2 separate regions of the Arachis hypogaea genome follow, and region 1 is linked to region 2. Evidence: chromatin contacts called from public Hi-C data. All regions are on one chromosome and are shown on one strand. The core of a region is the stretch at or near the end of the contact, and the rest is flanking DNA. Distances in the headings are between cores, read along the strand shown.

The links. Hi-C and Micro-C count contacts between places; a contact is called where the count stands out from the background.
Region 1: a contact with region 2 is called in a Hi-C map of leaf, with 3 times the contacts expected there. The contact joins the promoter of LOC112779636 here to the promoter of LOC112775674 in region 2. A contact is called at or near these places in 2 of 8 Hi-C or Micro-C datasets (both in leaf).

The regions. Positions count from the first base shown.
Region 1 is chr19:148,171,398-148,174,443 of arahy.Tifrunner.gnm2.J5K5, reverse strand. LOC112779636 (protein IQ-DOMAIN 3) reads right to left here and starts at 1,787. Exons shown (of 6, transcript XM_025823968.3): 1 at 1,657-1,787; 2 at 1,033-1,116; 3 at 585-944; 4 at 7-234. The coding sequence starts at 1,101.
Region 2 is chr19:148,041,051-148,043,951 of arahy.Tifrunner.gnm2.J5K5, reverse strand. LOC112775674 (elongation factor 1-alpha) reads left to right here and starts at 1,611. Exons shown (of 3, transcript XM_025819478.3): 1 at 1,611-1,876; 2 at 2,504-2,901. The coding sequence starts at 2,520.

The DNA.
Region 1 (3,046 bases), core at 538-3,037, 130 kb before region 2:
GCTTACAGCAGCTTGCAACTTCTCAAGCTCCTTCTCCCGTTTCTGCAGGAGCTGGCGCTGAAGAGCCTGGTTCTCCTCAGACATTCTGATCTTCCTCGCGCGAACTTGAGACTGCAGTTTCGAAAGAGTCTGCATGCATTGCAAGGTAGAGGCTGATTGCCTTTTCACAGATTGCCCTCTTACCAATGTTCTCAACCTTGACAAACCTCTCAAGCCTCGCAGTTTTTTCCTCGCCTAAAACCACCAAAACAATGATTGTTTTATTGAAAAGAAATCAAACCAAAGTGCTGTTGCTGTTAGAGACAATATCTACTTGAAATTGTTATGAACATTCCAATACAATCACTGAATAATAGCATACAACAGATCCTAAATATATATTATCCATCAACCAAAATTTTGTTTGGTAGAAAGTTAATTGGAAGTAGTCCTTCAAATGAATGCAAGAAAACTCAAATGTAACAAACTTCTTAGAGCAAAGCAAAATGTATAATAATCCCCTTCAACCAATAATTGATGAACAAACTTCATCAATTGTTCATGCGACATGATCCAAATAGGATGGTAACAATGCAAGTCAATACCAGATATCCGCGGAAGGCTGTCTGAATCATGATTGCTGCTTCATCATCCTTCAGTTTTTCACGGCGACGAGGCGTCACAGTCTTGGGACGAGTAGCCTCAGCCGCGGCCGCGACAGCAGCACCTGCTGCGACAGCAGTAGCCAAGACCAAAGAGAAAGCCTGCTGGTTCGGCTCATTCTGACCTGCCACTCTTGCTTGTTTTGGTTCTTTCTTACGCGGAAGCGCCGGAACAACTACTATTCCCTGCGCTTCATTTCCGGCTTCATTGTGATCATGGTGTCCAAAACATCCTAATTTGGACTTACTATTGCTATGGCTATGGCCATGACTATGGGTTTTCTGTGGTTTTGTGTTCTTTTCCTGAAACAAAGACAAAACGGTTTCAATGAGAATTGAGAAACTAGAACCTTCCTTTGATTTCCAAACAAGATGAAGAGATTATTCAAACCTGGTCCTTTTTGTTTTCAGAACCAAAAACTTTCTTCACAGCAGAGAACCAACTCCCTTTCCTCCCCATCTCCAATTCCTTTAACTTTAAGAAAATGCAGAAGGAAAAATCATATTTTGATTAACATAGAAAGGACCAAGTTCAATCAATTAAAGGAAACCAAAGCGAATTCGGAAAAAGAAGCTTGTGTTGAAAGTAATTAAATTCAACCACGTTACAAAACCATGTAATACTTACCAAATAAAATCTAATGCAGATTGAATTCAATTCCAAGCAAAAATGTTATAAGGAAACAGAAATATGATTAGAAAATGGAAACAAATTATGAAAGAAGAACAACCGATGACATGCATTCATCCATTTCAGTAATTCAATGAACAAATATGAAATGTGGGAGGAACCCAGATAACAGATTTCAAAAAGCCATCAAACCCAGGTCAAAATTTCCAATTTTGAACAATAAAACCAAAGCAATGAAGCAAATTTTGGAAGTAATAATAATCATAACAAAAATAATAACACAATGAACAAATAAATGGGGAATTAAGAACCCACATAGCATATAATAATCCAATGGAAAAACCTTGAAACTAAATTGAAGGTATAGATGGAAAAAGAACACACCTTTGCATGAGAATCAGAGAGATGTCTCTGCAAAATGAAGGTGAAGATAAAGAAAGGACAAAAAGGGAGGGAAGGAAAGAAAGGAAAAAGAGAGAAAGAAAGAAAGTTTCAACAAATGGAAGAAAGAAACCTATTTTACGTTAATAAACACGAATAATTACAAGCCAGGATTTGGTGTTAGGATCCCATTGTGCCCAATTGTGACTACTAATTTTAACCTTGATTATTTTCTCAATTTTAAATAATAAAAGTTAACAGATTCTTCCAAAACAGATGGACAGAAAATCATAATGTAACTAAATTAACAGTTTCCTAAGTTGTCATTTTCTTGGTTCGTACAACTTTGGCTTCTTTTCAAAACCAGTTACTTAGAAAATCTAACAGACATTGTTTGCAACTCAGCCTAATCTTTGTTAAAGACTTGTTATATCTAATTAACTAATTAGAACATATAATTAGAAGACAATGTTATAAAATAAGAATTTAAATTTTATATGTAGACAGTGTAAAATATTTTATATTGTCCAATTTATATTTTTTTTAGATAATTATTTATATATAATCAATGTAAAGTGTAGATGATATTTTATAATTGGATATACATATAAAATTATTTTATATTATTAGTATATTGAAATTAAATTTATTAAAATAATAGTATCAAAATTAACTAATTAGAACATATATTGTATCAAAATTAATTTTTAAAATATAGATGGACTAGTCAACAGAAATATTTAAAAAAAAATAGTGGGTGAAGTTTTTTGGTTAAGCATTTAAAGTTTAGACAAATAAAAACGTTTTTCTTAAATGTCAATGGAAATCACTTTAATTTTATAATATTATTTCACCAAAAGTAAAGTCTTTAATGGATCAAAATTTAGACGGCCAGAACAGTGTTTTGATCATGATAACAGCATAATATATTAAGGGAAAAATTATAATGGGTCATTGATCTAAAAGAGTATAAGCTGGAAAATAATTTGCAAGTATTCTAATAAAAGTAATATGAAAATAATAGTCAAATCTCATGGACATTTACAATTATACATAACGTATTCACACACGACAACACAGGTATAAATATATGTATACGTATATGATGTATCCATAAACTAAATATAATGAACATCTTGCTCAAATGTCACTTCTGAAAATCATATGCATAAACCTGCAAATTGATCAGTATAGTTTAAGCATTTTGTTGCCCGGTATCATTCATCATAACATATATTAATTTAATTATTTGAATTAAATATATTAAATTATTTAACAATTTTCTGTTATATATAATTTTTATATAAAGATACTTTTAAGCAATCACTATTTATATATATATCTTTTTTCCAACAAACAAATGCTATCTACCCTTCCCTCGGCTACCTTGATT
Region 2 (2,901 bases), core at 362-2,861:
CGAACAACTCGTGTATTCTAACCTCCGAAAAACTCCTAACACAATGAAACAGAACCCTAATATCTTCATCAGCCGCTAGCACAAACGTATCATACTTAACACCGGTCGAGACAACTGCGATGAGAATCTTGTAGAATAGCTTCTTCACCCACTTGCTCCCAAATACCCCAAGCTTCTGCAAGATGCTGTTCTTCACATCTGACAAAGTGCTTGATGAACTGATGAATACACTCAATGGTTCTCTGTCAGTGAACTTCACACCATATTTTTTGCTTCTTTTGATTTTCCCAGAGCAATGCACTAAGACAAGAAAACTCTCTTCATCACTTGCCATTGTGATAATGATCTCTTCAGCAGCTTGAATCTCACTCACATATATATTGAATTTCTCTCCTCATAAACCGTGGCAGCTAACAAGGGTTTATGCCTATTCAAAACCCTTCATAAACCGTTGCTGCTTACAAGGTTTTATGCACATTTATCTTCCTTGATAAACCGTAGTGGCCTGCAACGGTTTATGATCAATCTTTTTCACACGTAAACCGTGCCAGGTAGTAATGGTTTACATATAATTTTGAAACCGTGGTTAGCTCCACGAATTACATAATAATAAAAAAGGACATGCACGTAACCAGTTTGCAAATGTTTTAATCAAGTAAATCTTTCTCTGTTTTATTTTATATAAGTACATTGCCCTAAGTTTAATTCTTATATTAATGTCTATTATAGTATTTTTAAATTTTAAAAACTATTTTATCAGACGTATTTGTTGTGTATTTGTACTTGTTGAAAATTATTTTTATTTAATTTATCAAATCATAGATACTATAATTTTTAAACAAAATTATCTTTTAAAATTAACTTTTATAAACTACTTTAAAAAAGTAAAATTTTTACTAAACTAAGAATTTGTTTGGGTGAGCTTTTAAGAAAATATCTTTTTTCGAGTTATCTTTTTTTAAAAGATCTTATGAAAAAAGTAAAAGTAATTTTATGTTTGGATATCTCATACAAAAAGATCCTTTTATCTATCAATTATGTTTGGGTATAACAATATAAAAGTACTTTTATGTTTATTTATTATATGAAAAACATATTTTTTTAAGAGAAAAATATCTTTTAAAAAAAGATGTAAATTACAACTTCTCAAAAAAGATGTTTCTTTTTTAATTTTTCTAGTACTTTTATTTTTACGACTAGAAATTTACCAAATACGCTAAAAAATAAAAAAAATATTTTTTCATTGAAAAAAGATCTTTTTTTTATCAAAATAATAACGCCAGAACAAACGCTAAATTTAAATATGTGTCCAGAGTTTGTATCCATTTTATATATACAAAAACTTATTGATCATCGGTACATCAAATAAAATTTTGATCTGCAACAAATTATTGGTTGAACTATCGAATTTAGGAATACTAGAATAAAAAATTAATGCATCTAAACTTTTTCTTTTTTTAGGTATAGGAAATGCATCTAATTTTTTTTTTTTTTAATTTGGTCTTGAAATGCATCTAACTTGTAAACCCCTAATATATACCGACTAATTTAAACGAATTCAGCAACCCTAAAACAGGCCCATAAGGAGTCGGGTCGACCCTTTAAACCGAGAGGTCTCAAACTTGTGCCGCCGCTTCGTAACTTAACTAACGAGATCTTGGCTCATCGTTGGGGTTCAAATCTGCGCCAGATAAGCACAACAACGGGGACACAAACGGAATCTACTTCACAAATTCGAGGGCAATTACGTCAAAGTACCAAATTAGGTTCTACTATATATATCCCTCTAACCCTTATCACTCATTCTCACTTTGCTCCCATACACTCTTCTCTCTTACTTGCGGCTAGGGTTTTTCGCGCATCTAGCCCTTCCAAGGTTCGATCTCTCGTTCTCTCTTATTTACCTTCTTTGATTTGCGCTATTCTTGTTTCAGTGATGTGATGTGATTCTGCATGCGATAGGCAATTCTCGGTTTTCATGTTTCATGTTTTTTCTCACAAATCATGATTTTTCAATTGATTTATATGTTTCGCTATTTTTTTTTGTTATTTTTGTATTGTTTAGCTTCAGTTATTTTGTTTTAACGGATTTTGATTTCTGTCTTACTTATATTGAGGCTTTAAATGAATTGGCTTAGATTTATGACCTTGTTTAATTGAAAACGGTAGCGAAACACCTTTGAAAAATCATTTATATTTTACGTTTCGATTTTTTCCTGGTTATCTCTCTATAGATCTGTTGCGTTTTCTTTGAATAACATGTTTCTATCTTTTAAATCTATAGAGAACTAATTATGAGATCTTATTTTATTCGCCCGATCTGATGAAACTTTCTGTGTCTGCTTTATTTCTATTATTGTGTAGATATCGTGGTCTTAAATTTGTTTGAAGTTATTTCAAAGAGCATATTAGGATTTGTTTAGGTTTTTTCTGGTTTTGGTTTGTTTATCATGTGTTGAAGATTGTTCCGAATACACATCTCACGGATCTATTTTATTTGCAGATCTTTGTTCGGAATCATGGGTAAAGAGAAGACTCACATCAACATTGTGGTCATTGGCCACGTCGACTCAGGAAAGTCGACCACCACCGGTCACTTGATCTACAAGTTGGGAGGTATTGACAAGCGTGTGATCGAAAGATTCGAGAAGGAAGCTGCTGAGATGAACAAGAGGTCCTTCAAGTATGCCTGGGTGCTCGACAAGCTCAAGGCCGAGCGTGAAAGAGGTATCACCATCGATATTGCCTTGTGGAAGTTCGAGACCACCAAATACTACTGCACTGTCATTGATGCTCCCGGACACAGGGATTTCATCAAGAACATGATTACTGGAACTTCCCAGGCCGACTGTGCTGTTCTCATCATCGATTCCACCACTGGTGGTTTTGAAGCTGGTATCT